Regions from separate parts of the Pan troglodytes genome. Here region 1 is linked to region 2. Evidence: chromatin contacts called from public Hi-C data. All regions are on one chromosome and are shown on one strand. Each heading gives the region's core, a stretch centred on a gene start, on an enhancer-like site or on the middle of the called end of the contact. The rest is flanking DNA. Distances are from core to core; before and after follow the strand shown.

Region 1 (2,700 bases), core at 19-2,518, 130 kb before region 2:
ACACGGACCCCCGAAAGCCAACACTTGTGGTAATTTCTGCATTCGACCTTTGTGGCCTATGTGGAGCCTGTTATGTTTAAAAGCTCCCCATAATAGCCTTGTGAGGGATATACTATTCTTCCTTGTTTTTATTTCCATTTTACAGATGATGAACATGAAGCCCAGAGTGGTCCATTGATTTCCCGAGGCCACATCTGTACACAGCAGAACTAGGTTTTGACCCATCCGTCTAACTTGGGAGCCCCACTCTTAACCTGTGTTTCTCCAGTGAACCAGGTGCTGAGAGACCAAAAGAGAAGTCCCGATTCTCCTCTCTCCAGCCTTCCCAGATCCCAGCCAGGGATGAGCGAGTGTACACTTGGAGCAGGAAGGCAGGTCTCCTAATGGAAAGACAAGGCAACTGGGTTCTTTTTAAATTCTGCCGCTAGCTAGCTGTGTCACCATCTTTCCAGACCTCAGTTTCCTCACCTGTAAAATGGGCAGTTGAGACAAAGTTGATGATCTCAGTCTCTAGATAAGACAATCTCTGAGATCCTTTCTAGTTTCAAGACCCTAAGTCTGGTTATGCCGAGATTACTTATTCGGGAGAAGACACAACACCCCTAATCCCTTACTAGAACCCACAAATTCAGCATCTCAGAGAAGGGCAGTGTAGAAACTCAATGTTTGGATCCAGTTTAGAAATCCAGACTGTACTTGGAAGTGAAGCCTCCCAGAAGGGACCTGGACATCGGGCCTTTTACTATCCTGCCCGGGCCCTTCCCGTCCTTTCTGGGGCCTGGCATCCCAGGCAGTGACTGGTCACACTGCAGCTTGCCATAACAAAATATCACAGTTTGCTGGGGCTGCCATAACGAAATATCACAGCCTGGGTGGCTTAGACAACAGAAATTCATTTGCTCATGGTTCTGGAGGCTGGAAGTCCAAGATCCAGGTGTTGGCAGGCTTGGTTTCTCTGGAGGCCTCTCTGTTGCTGATGGCTGCCTTCTCTGTGTGCGCTCACACAGCTTCTCCTCGGTGTGGCCTGTGGTCTGATTGCCTCTTCTTACAGGGACACTGGTCAGAGTGGGTGAGGGCACGTCCTCGAGGCTCCATTTCAATGGACTCACCCCCTTAAAGGCTTATCTCCAAGGGTCGTCACATTCTGAGGTACTGGGGTTGAGGCTTCAACACAGGAATTTGGGAGAGACAGTCAGCCCATAGCACACACCAGCCACTGCTGGGGAAGGTGGTCACAGCAGCAGAGGCTGGCTTCTATCGGACACTGGCCGCGAGCCAGGCACGGTGCTGGGGCTGTGCTGTGTAAGCTCATTGAATCCCGCAGTGCTTCCACAAAGGAGATATTTCAGAGATGAGGAAATCAGCTTGGGCAGACTGCCTGAGGGCACGCACCTAGAAAGCCAGGAAACAGGCCTGGACGCATGGCCTTACCCACGGTGCTATGTTGCTGCCCGATTAGATTTCTAGCACTTTCTCTAGAGGAGGAGGGTCATGCGGTTACGCTTTTTGGGGCCATTAGTCTGTTTTTCTAGAGTCCTAATGGGAATGAAGAACAGCCCTAACTCTGCTATTCTGACTGTAGTTTGGGGGAGAACTAGGAAAGGAAAAGCAGAAAAAGGGGGTCAGTTCCTCCACACTGCATATGGAGAAGGGCATTCCAAGCTGAATTAGTGGCTTTGACTCCGGAGAGGGCAGGCCGTGCCCAAGTGGTTGTTAGAACCTCAGGAGCACATGTGAGGAGCTCCCAGGCTAGCTTAGGAGATGGCCTCGGAAATGGGAGGGGGCACAGTTGTTTCCCAAACTGGGCGGGACTTGGGGAACCCCCATCTGGGATTGTCCACCATAGATGTGAAGACCAAGGGCTCAGGGAGTGAAGGTCATGGCAGATACCCCCAGCCAAGGTGGCTGGCCTGGGAGTGGGAAGATGCCAGGAGAACACAGCATGGCCAGCAGCTCCCTGGGGCTGTCCGACAGCTCCTGAAGGGCCTTGGGTTCCACACGGAGTGTGGGGTGGTTTGAAGGTGTTGGCATGAAGCCAGTGCTCCTTGGTTCCTGGTGTGGGGGCCAGAAGCTCAGAATACTGGGGCTAAGGGAAGCCCCTACATCTGACATCAATTCCTTTCTCTGTCCCCAAATGGGGGCTGGAGTGGGGAAGGGTTGAGGTTGTCATGTCCAAAGCTCTTTCCTTCTCATCCTCCTAAGCACCCAGCATCACTCATCCCTGGACAATTTAGCTGCCATCAGCACCTGCTGTTTGGTGCAGAAAGAGGGGAAGGGGAGGTCAGAGGAGGGAGGAGAGCAGAGGGGACACCAGAGGCTTTGTTCCCAGGTGCCCACCTCCTAGGGAGGGAGGGGTGGGGGTCAGTGGCAGCCCCATGCCCTATCTGGCAGGCAATCCTGTGTCTGAGTTTGGGAATTAAGCTGTCCTCACCTCTCCAGCATGAATGAGGCCTGGGGGACTGTGACAAGAGCTGTCAGTGCTGGTATCCTGTGCCAGTAATCGCTGAAAAGGCCAGGCAGCTCAGGACGCCTGGGAAAGATGGGATGGAGAGGGCAGGGTCCAGGGCCTGCTGGGGAGGGGCCAGACAGGAACACAGACACCTTTGTGTGCACCTGATCAGTGCCAGCCACTGGCTGCTTCCTGTCGGAGGGGCTTTGTCCCTGTCCTGTCTCCCGTGCCTGGACTTTAGGCAACTCTGG
Region 2 (2,988 bases), core at 421-2,920:
TGAAAAATCGTTTACCATAGCTTGTTAATAACGTATAGATTCTTGGTCTCCATAAGTGAACAATGGAACAGTGGAGGACAAACTAGAGTTAAGAGTTTTTTTCCGACTGGTTGGGGTGGCTCACGCCTGTAATCCCAGCACTTTGGGAGGCCAAGGCGGGAGAATCATCTGAGGTCAGGAGTTCAAGACCAGCCTGGCCAACATGGCAAAACCCCGTTTCTACTGAAAATACAAAAATTAGCCGGGTGTGGTGGCATGTGCTGTAATCCCAGCTACTTGGGAGGTTGAGGCAGGAGAATCGCTTGCACTCGGGAGGCGGAGGTTGCAGTGAGCCAAGATCGCGCCATTGCACTCCAGCCTGGGCAACAAGAGCACCCCAGCCTGGGCGACAGAGTGAGACTCCGTCTTAAAAAAAAAGTTGTGTTTTTTTTTTTTCCCTCCTGTACTGACTTTCTTTCCAGGGGCTTTACAAAAACCCTGAATCTAGCTAATGCAGAAAGCTAACCTGCTTGAACAATACCACACTTTCAAAGCATTTCTTTTTAAAATTCACGTAAGAAGGTAAGGGAGGACTGGCATATTTCTCCTGAAGTTCAGTACTGAGTATTTATAAACTTAACTATTATTAGGGCTCCTTTTGTAGTTAAGCTAATAGTAAGTAATGATGATGGGGAAAAAAGAGCTAACTGCTAATAATAACAATTTATAAAGAAGTTACAGTCCTTGAATGCCCACTGAGTGGCAGGTGCTTTTCACAAAGTATCGTATTTATGCTTCACAGCAACATTTTGAATAGAAATTTATTTTTCTTTTTTCTGTTTGAACAACTGAAGTTCATTGAGTTCAGATAACTTGGGGCAGGTCCAACGGACGAGTTGGAAAGACTCTGGGGCCAAAGGCCACCAGGACACACCACGCCTCTCCTAGCCCCTGAGTTTTGCTACCTGCTTGCGTGTATGTGCAGGCAGGGCGGGTGGGTGGTGGTGGGGGAATCAGATGAAGCTGCCTAAGGAACTAAACATGGAAAGTGGTGGAAAGGAGAAGGAGGTATAAGCGGTGGGCCGCCGGAACCCTAACAGAGACCAGGCAAGAACCGGGAGAAGGGATGCACCCGTTGGCGGCTCAGAGAACTTAGGTAGAGGCGAGGGGCGGGGCGGGGCGGAGCGAGGGGCGGGGCCGGAGCGAGGCTAGGGCGGGGCCTCGGGGGACAGAGTCGACCATTTGGAGACCTGCCAGAAGAGCCGCCTCTCCAAGGGAATGAAAGGTGAGGGGAGCGTGAGTGCAGGCATGATGGGAATCTCCGTGACTTGGTAAGGCAACTCATCCTTACCTGTCCTAAACCCAAGAAGAGCCTCTTCTATGCTCCTCTGGGGTATCTCTCTTGCAGAGTAGGCAGGTCAATGACGAGGAGAGGGTCCTGCCCAGAGCGTGCCCCCCTCCGTCACTTGGTACGTCCCGTGCCCCCGCCGCTGATCTGGCAGGCTGCGCGCGCACCCTCCGGCTGGGTGCGGGCCGGCGGGGCGCGGCGGCCTCTACGGCCCGCCTCCGTCAGTCTTTCCCCGGTCCCTCCTCCCGCTGCTCGCGTGCTCCGGGCCGGCCCAGCACCCGCCGAGTTACGTGCCCGCGCTCCCCGGCGGGGAGGAGCGCAGCCGCGGGGGCGCGCCCCGGTGACTCCGCCCCCCAGCTCCCCTCCCCTGAGCCCGGGAGCCCGGCTCGCGCGGCTAGGTGCGAGGAGACCCGGGACCCCACGCACGCCCGCCCGCCCTGCCCAGCGCCCCCGCCCCGGCGTGCGAGGCGTCGTTCCCTCCTCTGCCCTGCGCGGTGCATGGAGGGGCCCGTTCGGATCGCAGCCGCCGCCACCGTAGCCGCCGTCGCGCGCGCGCGGTGGGATGACCTGGGGGTGGCTTTCCGAGCCGGTTGCAGCGCAGGAGGTCTGGAGGCTTAGCCAGCCCCGCGGAGAGGTGCGGGGGCGGGGGTCCCGCCGCAGGGTCGGATGGAGGGGTGGCGCGCGGGCACTGGGCTTGGGGGGCCTTGGCTTAGGGGACGGGAGGTCCCGGGGACGGGCGGGCCGGCGTTCCCCGGAGGGCGTGGGGGTCCAGGGCTGCGTGCGGGGTCTGGATGCTGATGCCTGCCCGGCGGGGAGCCCCGGCGTTCCGCGTCCTCGGGGGCTCGGAGGCACCTCGCGGGAGGAGGCGGGGTGAGGTGTCAGTGACAAGACGAAACCTCTTCTTGACGATGGTCCTCGGGGGCAGGTGAGATGCCGCAGAGCGGGGAGCTAGGGCGCCCGCGCGTTTTCCCAAGGGAGCCGGGTCCCTGGCCTCTCAATCTCCATCCCTGCAGAGCGCCCGCGAGAGACAGTGATTTATGTGTAGGGAGAAGCAAGAGAAGTTTCCTGCACAATGTATCTTTCTCTGCCTTCACAAGACTCAGTGACTTCCCAGCCCCAGGGAGTGTATTTTTCCTTCTCCTCTGTGAAGCCTTCTGTGGACTGCATTATCATTTGCTAAATACATTACAGCTCGCTATTTATTTCTGTCGGCAGCTTCCGGACCTTTGTTGCTTTCTCTCCACATCTAGGAATTTCAGCAATAAATCACTGAGGGGGATAGATAGACTCTCTTGCCCTTCCCTTCATTGTTCTCCCGAACCCCACCAAATCAGGTGGAAGGCTCTCCAAAAGGAGCTGTTTCCAGAATGCCTGCCCTTCCTCATCAGGACGACAGAGGGTGGCAGGTGCTTTAAGGGCAGACTGCTTTCCAGTGGGAATCCAGAATTTAGAGAACCTCATCAACAGAAAGTCAGCCTTTGTGTCCCAAACCAGACACCTTGAAAAACAGGAGGTTGGACTAAAAGCTCACATGAGATTTATTTTCAGGCCTATGCTAGTAAAGATGAAAGACGCCAAGTCAGTGAATTCTGATTCCTTTCGGCGCTGATAACATAACCCTCAGATTCCCAACTGACACTTGGCATACCTAGTGGACAGTG

What was found. Hi-C and Micro-C count contacts between places; a contact is called where the count stands out from the background.
Region 1: a Hi-C map of stem cell-derived neural progenitor cells shows a contact between it and region 2, with 4 times the contacts expected there. The contact joins the enhancer-like site here to the promoter of CDON in region 2. A contact is called at or near these places in 2 of 7 Hi-C or Micro-C datasets (induced pluripotent stem cells and stem cell-derived neural progenitor cells) and 1 of 1 datasets of contacts at active chromatin or transcription factors (stem cell-derived excitatory neurons).

What each region holds. Positions count from the first base shown.
Region 1 is chr9:128,120,714-128,123,413 of NHGRI_mPanTro3-v2.0_pri, reverse strand. All of the region lies in intron 7 of RPUSD4 (RNA pseudouridine synthase D4), which reads left to right. Among named protein-coding and RNA genes, the nearest start is that of RPUSD4, 21 kb to the left of the region's middle. Within about 2 kb of position 1,268, at least 3 of the 24 cell types and tissues checked have an H3K27ac peak or open chromatin away from gene starts, as enhancers often do. A contact at or near this core is called in stem cell-derived neural progenitor cells, where this site is marked.
Region 2 is chr9:127,993,176-127,996,163 of NHGRI_mPanTro3-v2.0_pri, reverse strand. It overlaps CDON (cell adhesion associated, oncogene regulated), which reads left to right and starts at 1,670. Exons shown (of 20, transcript XM_009424449.5): 1 at 1,670-1,961.